Regions from separate parts of the Mus musculus genome. Here regions 2 and 3 are each linked to region 1. Evidence: chromatin contacts called from public HiChIP or PLAC-seq and promoter capture Hi-C data. All regions are on one chromosome and are shown on one strand. Each heading gives the region's core, a stretch centred on a gene start, on an enhancer-like site or on the middle of the called end of the contact. The rest is flanking DNA. Distances are from core to core; before and after follow the strand shown.

Evidence for each region. Promoter capture Hi-C pulls out the DNA fragments that hold promoters and counts their contacts. HiChIP or PLAC-seq counts read pairs in DNA pulled down with a chosen protein or histone mark.
Region 2: an H3K27ac HiChIP or PLAC-seq map of thymic regulatory T cells shows a contact between it and region 1, with 6 times the contacts expected there. The contact joins the promoter of Tnfaip3 here to the promoter of Myb in region 1. A contact is called at or near these places in 2 of 39 promoter capture datasets (hippocampal neurons and liver) and 1 of 115 datasets of contacts at active chromatin or transcription factors (thymic regulatory T cells).
Region 3: a contact with region 1 is called in a promoter capture Hi-C map of embryonic stem cells, with 10 times the contacts expected there. The contact joins the promoter of Eya4 here to the promoter of Myb in region 1. A contact is called at or near these places in 3 of 39 promoter capture datasets (embryonic stem cells, hippocampal neurons and liver).

What each region holds. Positions count from the first base shown.
Region 1 is chr10:21,158,899-21,162,314 of GRCm38.p6, forward strand. It overlaps Myb (myeloblastosis oncogene), which reads right to left and starts at 2,086. Exons shown (of 16, transcript NM_001198914.1): 1 at 1,798-2,086. The coding sequence starts at 1,820.
Region 2 is chr10:19,012,827-19,016,662 of GRCm38.p6, forward strand. Tnfaip3 (tumor necrosis factor, alpha-induced protein 3) reads right to left here and starts at 2,584. Exons shown (of 9, transcript NM_009397.3): 1 at 2,327-2,584.
Region 3 is chr10:23,348,380-23,352,167 of GRCm38.p6, forward strand. Eya4 (EYA transcriptional coactivator and phosphatase 4) reads right to left here and starts at 1,511. Exons shown (of 19, transcript NM_001347372.1): 1 at 1,383-1,511.

The sequences.
Region 1 (3,416 bases), core at 836-3,335:
AGGAAGTGCCTGTGGCCGCTACGTGATTCTAGAAAAGGGGTTCAGAGTCATTTCGCTGACCTGGTTAATAATCCCTGCCGAGTTGACGCTAGCCCTGCAAGAAACGGCTCCGAGCCCGCAGCCGGGTTTCTCTTCCCCCTGAGTCAAGTTCAAGGCTCCCGCCCCTCCCTGCCGCCTCCGCTCCGGGCTACCTGCGAGCCCCAGGGAACCTGCGCGGCCACGCCCCGACTGAACCTTGGGGCGGCCAGCTTGGGCCGCACCTCCTGGGAGCACCCCTTCCTAACTCCCTCCTCCTGCTGCAGGTTTCAGCTTTCTGCAGAACAGGTGACCTGGGTGCGGGCGGTTTAGGTCCCAAAAGCGAAAGGCGAAACCTCTTAAAGGGTGGCACTTAGGCTGGCGCGGCAGGCCCGGGGCCAGGCACTGGGAGCCAAGATTCAAGGTCTCCCCAATTCACCCCCTTCTTGTTCCGATGCCCAGCGGTTGCCGCTCCCCGCCTGGCCCATCCCGAGGGTGCGCGGCAGGGCCCACGCCCACGCTCCTGCAACTTCCCAGAGCCCGCGCCCTGCATGGCCAGGTCCTGATGGCTCCCCCCCCCCCCCAAAAAAAAAGAAAGAAAGAAAGAAAGAAAGAAAGAAAGAAAGAAAGAAAGAAAGGAAAGAAAGAGAGAGAACAGATTGTTTAGCGAAAATCAAACCACGAGTGGAAAGGCGGGCGCGGATAGACTGTGTCTCCGCGGACTCCCCCCCCCCCCCCCGAATCTTCCTTAGGGTCGGTCGGTCGGTGGCTTTGCCAGAGGCGGGCCACCAAAAGCAGCTGGAGCAGAGTGCTGGGAGCAGCGGCGACCTCAGCTGCTTCCACGTGTGCGCGGCCCAGGAGAAGAGCGGCGACATCGCCCGGGGTGCACTGCAGCTGCCTTGGGTGCCGCCTGCCTCCAGCACTTTGCGCCGAGTGGCGACCGCCACCGAGCTAAGCCCCGCATCTGTTGCTCTCTGGGAGCCCCGGCGTGTCCTCGGGAAACCCCGAGTCGGGCCGGACTTGAGCGCCAGCAACTGACAGTTCCGAGAGGATCCCTCTTCCCGAAGGTGGGGCCAAAATGGAAAGAGAGTGCACGCATCATCTCGGCCGGTGCGGTGACATGTGCGACGCGGGCGCGTGCAGTGTTTGCAAAAGCTTCTTCCATAACAAGTACAAGAATCTTCAAACGGCTGGGTTTAAAACAATCTGCAAACCCATTTTGTCCCCCTAAAATCTTTGCAGCTGCCTGCCTGTCAGCTGACACCTCTCTCGCCTCCATAATGAATGAATGAAATTTAAATGAACTACCTGCAGCTACTAAACAACCCGGCCTTTCCCTATATCTGCCATATGCTCTTCAAGTGCAAACACACCTCAATGCATGCAGCAATTAGGCTGCGACTCCCTCGCCGACACTCGGGGCATCAAGCCAAACACCTGGTGGGCTCCTCGGGTCTGATGGAACCGTTCAGTCCTCGGCTGAAGAGTGCCGAGCCCCCCCCCCACCCCACCCCCCAAAGAGAAACGAATCCCCGAGCAACTTGCAAAAAGAAAAAGAAAAAAGAAAGAAAAAGGGAAATAAAATAAAAAAGAGCCTCAGGGCATGCTTCCCACTATACCCGTGCGCTTCTCGCAGAGTTTTCCATTCATCCTTCTCCCGAGTGTCTTCTGCCACTGGCTGACAGCCCCGCAAACCAACAGGGAAGGCATTCCCACCTGCTCCGGGATGCCTGGATCCCCGCGCGCCCTAGCCCGAGGCCGCCCTCTCAGCCTCCCCATTACCTGTGTCGGGGTCTCCGGGCCATGGCGAGGCGGGCCGGGGCTCCGCCAAGAGCCCCGGGGACCGCACCGGTTGCCGCCTCCCGCTGCCCTCCGCCTTGCCTGCGTCCTCCCCCGGCTGCGCAGCGGCGCTCCGCACCGCCGGGGCGAAGTTTCTCCGGAGAAAGGGGAGGAGAAGGAGGTCACCGAGGAGGAGGAGGAGAAGGAGGAGAAGGAGGAGGAGGAAACAGGTTGATATTAAAGTGTAACTCTGTAAACAGATGCCATCAAACAAAGAGGTTTGGACACTCCCCCTCCCGCCAAATCTGGCGCCCCTGCAGTGCGCACGCGCCCTGCCCGCCGCCTCCGCGGTCGCCCGAGCTGCAGCCCGCCTGGCCGCCGCTCCCATTCGCCTCTCGCGCCGCGGAGCTGCTCCTGGCGCGCAGCGCGGCCGGGACGGCGGGCGGGCGGGGAGCCCGGGCTGGGGAGGGGCGGCCGGGGCCGCGGTGGCGCCTTTTCCTGCGCAAACCCCGCTCCGTGGCCGGGTGGCGCCGGCTCACACCGGGTCCCGCTGTTACCGCTTTCGGGGCTACGCGGTCGCTCCTCTCCGTAGGCTCCGGGGCTCCCGAGCCCGAATCAGCAGCGCTTCCATTCAAGGGCACCTCGATGGGGTTGGGTGACACACTTCTGCCTTCAGGGTTTCAACTGCGCCCCGACTTCAACACACCCGGGAGCAGAGAGTGTGAGGGATGATCGGTTGAATAGAGTGAGCGTACTTCCCCAACCCCCAACGATTTTTGACTAGGTCCAGTTTTTCATGTTTTAATTTTAAAGGGACATCTTTAATTCACTGGTAAGCGACAAAGGATACTTAAATACAGTCAGCCCTGTGGCTACAGCCTTTGACAGATCGAGCCCCGGGCTCATTTTTCAATCTCCTCCCAGATCCTGCAGCCCACACACCACCGGCTTTTTGTCATAAGCCCTTCCTCCCTCACTTAGACACACGCCGGGCCCACCCACCCTAGGAGGTGCCTACCACGCACTTCTGCCTCTGCAGAGTGCGCTCGGGTCCTGGGTCCTGCGTCAAACACTTGCTGGACAAACCTACTGGATCCCAAACAAACAACCCCTAGCAGTTCTCAGGAACTTGTGCACTCCTGATTCATTTTTTTTTTAAACCAAACCCATACCACTGGTTCTCAACCTGTGGGTCCCGACCCACTTGGGATTGCTCGACTGTTATCTTGTACGTTTGATATATATCTGATCTCTACATTATGATTCATAAGTAGCAAGATTACAGTTATAAAATACTGATGAAAATAATTTTATGTTTGGGGCCACCACATGAGAAACTTGTATTAAAGGGTCGCAGCTGAGACCCTTTAAAGGAAGGCTGAGAACCATTGAGCTAAACAGTAAGGACCCTGTTGGGTGTAATTTGAAGAGTTTACCAGCCACAAGTCAGCGAAGGTATCCCTGTAACTTTAACTACAGGTTCCCAAAGGAGCGATGTGCAAAGTGCTGAATTTATAAGGATTGGTGATTGGGGGATTTCAGGGGACTTTCAGTGTTACTTCTGTTTATAAATCAGTACCCTTGGGGATTTTTCTTTTCATTCTCAATACACACCAATTTAT
Region 2 (3,836 bases), core at 1,334-3,833, 2.1 Mb before region 1:
TGGGTCAATGCTGAGACAGTTCTGCTTCGCTGTTCCATGGACCCTTCACAGAGCACTTGGCTATACATCCTAATTTCCTAGAAGACAGCAATGATTTAGAGCACCTAGGAAGGTTTTCAGTAAAACTTAATACCAGTCGGGCACCTTGCTATCCTCCAAGGCGAACTCACCAGGTAAAAATGGTGTTACTACTATGCAAGAGGGAGAAGAAATCTAGAGATTAGAGAAGTCACTCTTCAGTGGGCCTGGGTTCTCTTAAGCCTGACACAGTAGTATAAATTCTCTTGTTCCCTGCTTGAAAGGGAGAAGCTGCTATTGGGAATTTTCATTGGAATGCTGAGACTGGGGAGTTATTCTCTGTGTCTGATGACAGTTTTTTCCTTGCAACTAGAATTAGGAAGGAACATAGAATGAGACAAAACTACCACACATGAATTTCCTTGGTCATGTAGCAGTGGTCTCTCTCACAATGTCACTACTCCATCCATCCATCCATCCATCCATCCATCCATAAATAAATGAATTCATGCAACCAGCAATGCCAGACCACCTATTTAAGGCCCACCCTTGTGCTTGATGCTATAGCGAAGAATGTATGCCCTCACTCCCAGCCTTGATATGAATGACACAATGCAGCTAAGGCAATGAAGGTAAGACCCATCTCAGGTCCAGCAAACATAGGACGTAGCTTTTCCTGAAAGCCAAACCTTCCTATTTCCTATCTCAATCCTCTGTTAGTTTCCTGATAGCAACCCTGAGGCACAGCACTTGCTGTTCTCAGAAACACACAAGGAGAAGTTTTAGATCAGTGAGTTGCACCTTGTTCTATTTTCATGACTATGCTATTTCACGCTCCTGGACCTAAAGAACTTTTAGCATAGATCTAAATGTGGTGGGGGCTCTAAACCATATATAAAACATGCAAATGTCAATGTCTGGTAGCCTACTATTACCCCATTCATAGCACTCTCACTAGCACTACCTGTTTAAAACAGAGCTTAAACCTCTGCCCAAGTTTCCAGTTCTTGGATTTCCCCACATTTAGAGAATAAATTTTCCTGACATATTATTGTAATGTTTTATGGGTAAAAAAAATTTACAACATTACCCTTAACTTTTAAAAATATATTTGTTACCTCACTGCCTTACAGATAAATTTCCCAATTTTTGTCACAGGATCAATAAGATTCTATAGAACTTACTCATCAAAGTCTTTCCCCCAGTTTTATTTTTCCACTCTGAACAGATTTTTTTTTTTGTCTGCGATGTGGAAACTTATGTATTATTTATCAACAGATACCTCGGGCAACTGTTGGGAAGTACCCCTCCAAAAAAAGCAAAGCAAAGCAAAACAAAACAAAACAAATCCATACAAAGAACTGCAAAAGATCCAAGTAGCATCTCAGACAATAAGAATGGAGACCGGATCAGTTGCTCAATAATCTGGGACATCAGAAGGCTAACTAACTGTGATCAGTTCTCCAAACGGTGCCCCCACTTGACCAGACTAGCTTTCCAAAGAAAGATCAGAGACCAGGAGAAAACAAAGCATGCTCCAAAAAGAGCTCTTAATACCTCAGCTTTCCTGAGAGGCCAGGTGGCAGGATGTGGGACAACGGACCCGGACTGACAACACACTATCTCAGTGTGGAGTCGGGGCTGCAGCAGGGAGTCTTACATGCCACCTAAAGTGGAGTCCCCAACAAGCAGGCCAGAGAATCATTTCTGCATGCATACTCTTCTTAAACTGTGGCAACTAGAGACCTAGTGGCAATCTCAAAGCACGCCCCTCCCCTCCACCTCCCGCCCCGCAACCCTCCTCCCACAGATCACTGAAAGGTTAGCTGACCGAAGTCTCCAAGTTGGATTTGGTGGCCTCTGAGAAACCCATCCCCTGTTGGGCCAGTTGTGCACAATATGGGAAAAAAGCCCAACGCGGTTCTGCAAGGTCTACGTGCCTATGAACACGCTGCACTTGATTTCCAAGTGGGGGGGGGGTGTCACCCACGACCACACGACCTAGGAACCCAAAAGGTGACTGACTATTCATCAGCCAGCTGCAGCTCCTGTCACCCTGCAGGATCGAAAAGGAATAGCTAGCTAACTAGTCGGCTGAAGAAACTTCGGGCTGTCAACCTAAACACCTGGCACCGGGACCTCAACTCCGGCCAACAATACCCCAACTCCAGGATCCCTGCAAAGCCAGCGCAAGGCAGCTCCACACTGAGCTGGCCGTGCACCCCGAATCTGGCTGGCAGTGCACCCCACTGACCGAGGACCCCCGCATTCTGCTAGCCGTGCACCCCGCAGCCGGAGCATCGCTCACCTCTTGGGGCCGCGCGGAGCCCTCGCAGAGCCCAAGTGGCCGGCCGGCCGTCACTGGCGCGCGCCGCAGCCCGGGATCGTGGTCCGGGTCGTGGTGGGGGTCGGGCCGAGGCGGAGCCCCATGGACACCCGATCGGGCTCGCTGGCTGAGGGGGTGTGCACGTCTTTCGGCGGCCTGGCTCACCGCTCCGCCTCCGGCTCCGAAGACTACAGACTGGGCAGTTCCCTTTTTTGCCTTTCAGTTGTATGCTTTGCCAACAGGGGGATTTCCGATGGAAATTCCAGTCACGTGACCCGCGTGGCGCGCCGCCGACCGGCAGAGGGCGCTCTAAGCCGTGCCCGCCCCGCCCGGAGAAACTCCTAGGTCCCGCCCCGGGGTGTCCCCGCGTGAGTCACCTGGGCATTTCGGAAGCTGCCTTCCACGTCACATCCATGTGGAAATCGCGGTGATGGGAACTGGAAATGCAATAGGTTCTTTTTTATAGCTTCTTTTCTGAAGAAAATCAGCTGTGAAAAGGAAGGGAAATTAGAGAGAAAACCCAAAAAACCACCCAGACACACAGGACCTCAGGCTTGAAGCTTGGCTTTGAAGTCTGGGCTGTGCACGTGATGAGCACTTCAGAAAGAGCCCTCCGCAGGGTCCCGAAGGGAATTGACAGAAAAAGCGGCAGGGTTCTCCAAGCCATGTGTCAGCTTCAGGTTGGATGCAGTGCAGAGTGAGATCAGACCCCATGGTCCTGCAGTTTTTGAGTTACGGGGGGTGGGGGGGGGCAAGGTCAATTTCAGAGAGAATTAGATTCGCCTCCCCCACCCCCACTCCTACACACCCTCCATTTCTCCTTTATTTCCCTGTTCCAAGGAGCGTTTTAAAGTTTAGAAATTTCTTCAAGTTTATTGCTGGCTTTCCCCGATCCTTCTACAGTTGTTTTCTTAAGTATTGTTTGGCTGGCCTGAGAATTAGTTCGCCCCATGAAGCCAATGGAGGATAGCCTTCCACAATGCCCTGATTGATCCCCGACTTGCCTTTCTTGAGAGGGGAGAAAGCTTCGCTTCACTTAGACAGGGGCTTGAGCTCTGCAGAAAGAAGCGAAAATGCTTTTACCTTTCTGGAGAAAGTGGAGTGTGTATGGGGGTGAGGTGGGGTGGGGTGGGGATACTCTCTGCAGAGCTACACACTAGAAACTGAGGTGGCTTCATTCACTGGCCAGGAAGGGCCACTCTGAGAAGGTGACATTGAAACTCTGTGACAAAGAAACCTCCAGGCAGTCTAGAGATAAGACCTCAAGGGTCAGCCACATTTGATACATCAAGGGGCTGAGCAGAGCTCTCTGGGTGGTTGTGCTGGGGCTAGGGTGCAGGGTGTGAGGCTCTTCCCGGAAAGGAGCCGGGATCTGTTTGAGGGACCACGGGAGGTCTGCGGAGTGACCTGATGTTATTTTAAATAGTGTTTAGTGTGATTAATTTACTCTGTGTGTGTGTGTGTGTGTGTGTGTGTGTGTGTGTGTGTGTGT
Region 3 (3,788 bases), core at 261-2,760, 2.2 Mb after region 1:
AGGAAAGCAAATTAATGGCCAAGGGCCCACTGGGTTTGAACACGAGACTCCAGTTACCTTCTCACAGATCAAGTACACAACACACACGCACACGGAGGTGCCCCACGTGTAGCTGCGCAGAAACCAAAACACACGCCACGCGCTTGGTGAGCCGCCACCTAGGTTGTCCCCGCGCGGGGATGCGCGCCTTCCACGGGGGCCCTCGAGTTCAGGAGGCTCCCTGAATGGTCCCTGCGTTGTCCGGGAGAAAAGGAGAAGGCCACGCCGATCCCACCCAAACCGCAAACCCCGTTAGTCTCCCAGGAACTTGAAAGATGTGAGCTGAGGCGCTAACATCCCAAACAAGGGGACGGTGGCAAAAATCAAACTGCACTCCCTTAGTTTTGCCACCGCTCTGCCACCAGGCTCAGTCAAAACCTCCTTGTTTCTTTCAGAGAGATTGCGAATCTCGAATACAAAGAAAAAAGGAAAAGAATTTAGTGCTAATAGAAAAATAAAATGAAAAGTTTGGGGTTGCTGTGGCTTGCAAAACGAAACGGGCTCACACAGTCTGTCTCCCAGTCACAGATGACCAAGCTCTACAAGCGTTTAGAGTGCCAAGGCCACCCCAGATCCAGTGAGCTCTGAGAGAAACCTGCTCGCCCCAGCCTGGTCCTTGGCTTTGGAGAAGTTAGAATTGCTCCTCAGCATCCGCTCCTGGAGCCAATGAACGCGACTCCTCTGACAAGGCGCCTCTAATTTCACAGACCCTGGCACACTGCAAGAGACATTCGTCCACGCCACGTAAAAACCATTAAAGTGACCCCCCCCCCCTGTTTAGACTGCGACCGGTACCTGGAGACCAGGGCTTGGCCTCTGGGTACACGCGCTCCCGGCCTCACGCAAACCCAGGCGCCCACGGCTCTCCAAGGGACACTGAGTGAGGCAGCACCCTTACTCCACGTAGCAGGTCATCACAAAGTATTAAATGTCACCGGGTGGGAGTGGGAAGAGTCTGGTGTAAGCTTCCCGGGCGACAGGGAACAGGGTGCAGGCAGGTAGGATCCGCACCCGGGGACGACGCGAGACTCACTCAGGTCCTGTGGCGCTAGACAAGAGGGGTTACTGGGGACCAGGTCGTTGAGGGTCTTCCTGGGCGAGCGTACCACTGAGGTCCTAGGGACCCTGGCCATGGGACACTGCTGTTGGATCATCGGGGAGAACTCCGAGGCTCACACACTCTCCCTGCGCGCGACCTCCATCCCCAGATCCCCATTCACGCACTACAAAGTGTCTAGCTAGCACTTTCTAGGGGACAGTTTGGGGGAATCATCCAAATCTGGACACACCTCCCCCCTCCATTGGACTTCAAAAACCGGGTCGGATGAAGAGAGGACACTCACCTCTGGCGGCCCGGACCGCCTTGGACTCCCGAAGTTCAATTGTCTGTCCCAGCCAGTGATCTGCGGGTCCGATCTACGTATTTACTCGCTTTCCTTCCAGTGTCTAAGTTTTCCCTTCGCGCTGTGTCTCTGGTAAAAACAGGACATCCCTTTCGGCCACCCCCAACAAATAGCTTACACAAGTGGGGGAGAAACAGGGCGGGGTGGGGGAGCCGGCTGCGAGGGGGGGGGGGGGAGGACGAAAGGAGCCGAACCAAAGTCCGAGCAGCCGAGCGGCGTTAGCGAGCAGAAGAAAAGAGAAAGCGCGCGCGCGCCGGGTGGCCGGGCGTCCCTCCGCAGGTCCCCGCCGCTCAGTCCCCTCTCTAGGGCGCCGACCGGGAAAGGTTTGCGCGCAAGCCGGGAGCCGCCGGAGCGTGCGCCGCGCCGCGGGCAGCCTCTCCCTAGCGCGCGGAGCTGGAGCCTAGAGGCAGGAGGCGGGATGTGGGGGGGTTGGGGGGGGACGTCGCCGCCTGCGTCCTGGGGCTAGGGTGGCCGCTGGGGGCCTCCCGGCAGGCCGCCGGAAGAGCAGGAGATCTTGGCGGGCGCAGAAGCCCTCTCTTTTTATTCGATCTCTGGAAACTGCCTGTTATCATCGGCTTTTTTTTTCTTTTTTGAGGTCTCGCGTGGGGGGACCTCCGGGGCTCCCCGGCTCTGCGCGTCTCTGGTGGCGCCGCGGTAATCTCCGCGCCCTCTGCGCCGCCTCACCCCGCCCCCACCCCGCCTGGCGCTGGCCACCGAGGCCTTTAGACTGAAGGGACCAGCCCGCCACCGGGCTCCTCGGTCCCCCACCTGCTTCTGGGCGGCGGTCCCCTAACTACCCTGTGCGAGCTACAGGCCCTCAGTCGGACTCCTTGCCACTTACCCCAAGAGAGGAGGCAGAAGGGACTCTAGTCCACTTGCAACAAAGTTAAACGCCAACTGACACCAGCCCAAAGCTTGCTCTGGATTTAGGAAAGAGCTTTTTCCTGGAGATGGAAGCGATGAAGGAGTTAGCAGCGTGCAGACGGGCAGCACTGGGAAGTGCCTGGGCCCCTTCCAGGCCGGGCGCAGCTATAGGCGCCCCTCCCAGGCGCCCAAAGGTCAGACTGCAGTGACTTCCAAAGGCCAGTCAGAACTGCTCAGGGCACACTGCTGAAATGGCATTTTGAGCCTATGCCTTCTGTTGATGTCTTTTGTACCTACATTGGATTTCATATTTCACAGACAAATATAAATATCACACTCTTGGACCAAAGCAAAGACAATCCCCAAATATTACTCCCATATAACCCCACCTTTCCCTAAAGCCCATTGTCTCCATCAGTAACATCTGTCCTGATACTTTGATAATGTGTATCAACTCATTTTGAATTTATTGTCAGTTGCTGTACTGCTCACTTGTGGTTCACGCGTGTTTGTTTAATTAATTTCCTAATAGTTATTAAAGCTGTATAAAAGATAACCAAGGCCCAAAGAAATCAAAATAATTTTTCCCAAAGAAAATCAAGTCATCTCTAGCAACAACGCTGCCTTAGATATGGCCATAGGGATGAAAAAAAAAAAAAAACCACTCCACTTCGAAGAAAATCTAGTTTTAATATTTTTATCAACTAAATGATATTCTGGACTTTTTTCAGAAACAAATTTCATCCTTCACTTGAGCTTGGTTTTATGTTACTAACAGGAGCCCTGAACTCTAGTTTAAAAGGAAAATCCATGCTGAATATTTGTTTTTAATGAGCGGGGCATTGTCTACAATGATTAAGAGGAAATGGAAAAGATGCTGGGGCTTTAAATTTAAGCTGATAAAGGTAGTGTCTTCCCTCTGCTTGCTTATTGGCTGTTTCTCCCACAGATCAGTTTCAGGGAGCTTGAGCCAGGCCAGGCCTAACTTCCCCCTTTCTGGCTCTCTGAGTGGAAGGGTTTCTGGTGGTGCTTTGCAGCCTTGGGAGCATTACCCAGAGTGCATTCCTGCGATGGAGAGGAGCACCGGTTAGTATACACTCAAGGGACATCAGCAACAAGAAAACCTCAATTATTTTGTTGTCTCCAGTTCATAGTTCAAAGTGCTGTATTGTCGGTTGGTTGGATGTTTTTGTCCACGTGACAAAGCTGAGATTCGAATGAGTCTGTATACATCCCAATCTATATTTTTAGCCTCTGGGATGCTTTCAGTAGTTGTGGTTGTCAAAAAAAAAAAAAAAAAAAGCAGCCATTCTTTTCGATACAGCATGCATGCCAGTGGCTCAAATAAGAGACTATAACAGTTAATCTGTTGGTGTCAGACTCCTCCATGAATATAGCAACTAAGACTAGAGTAGCATTCTCCTCAAAAGTGAGCAAGCATCCATTTCCTTTTGGTACAAGACTTCATATTTTGACTTTATC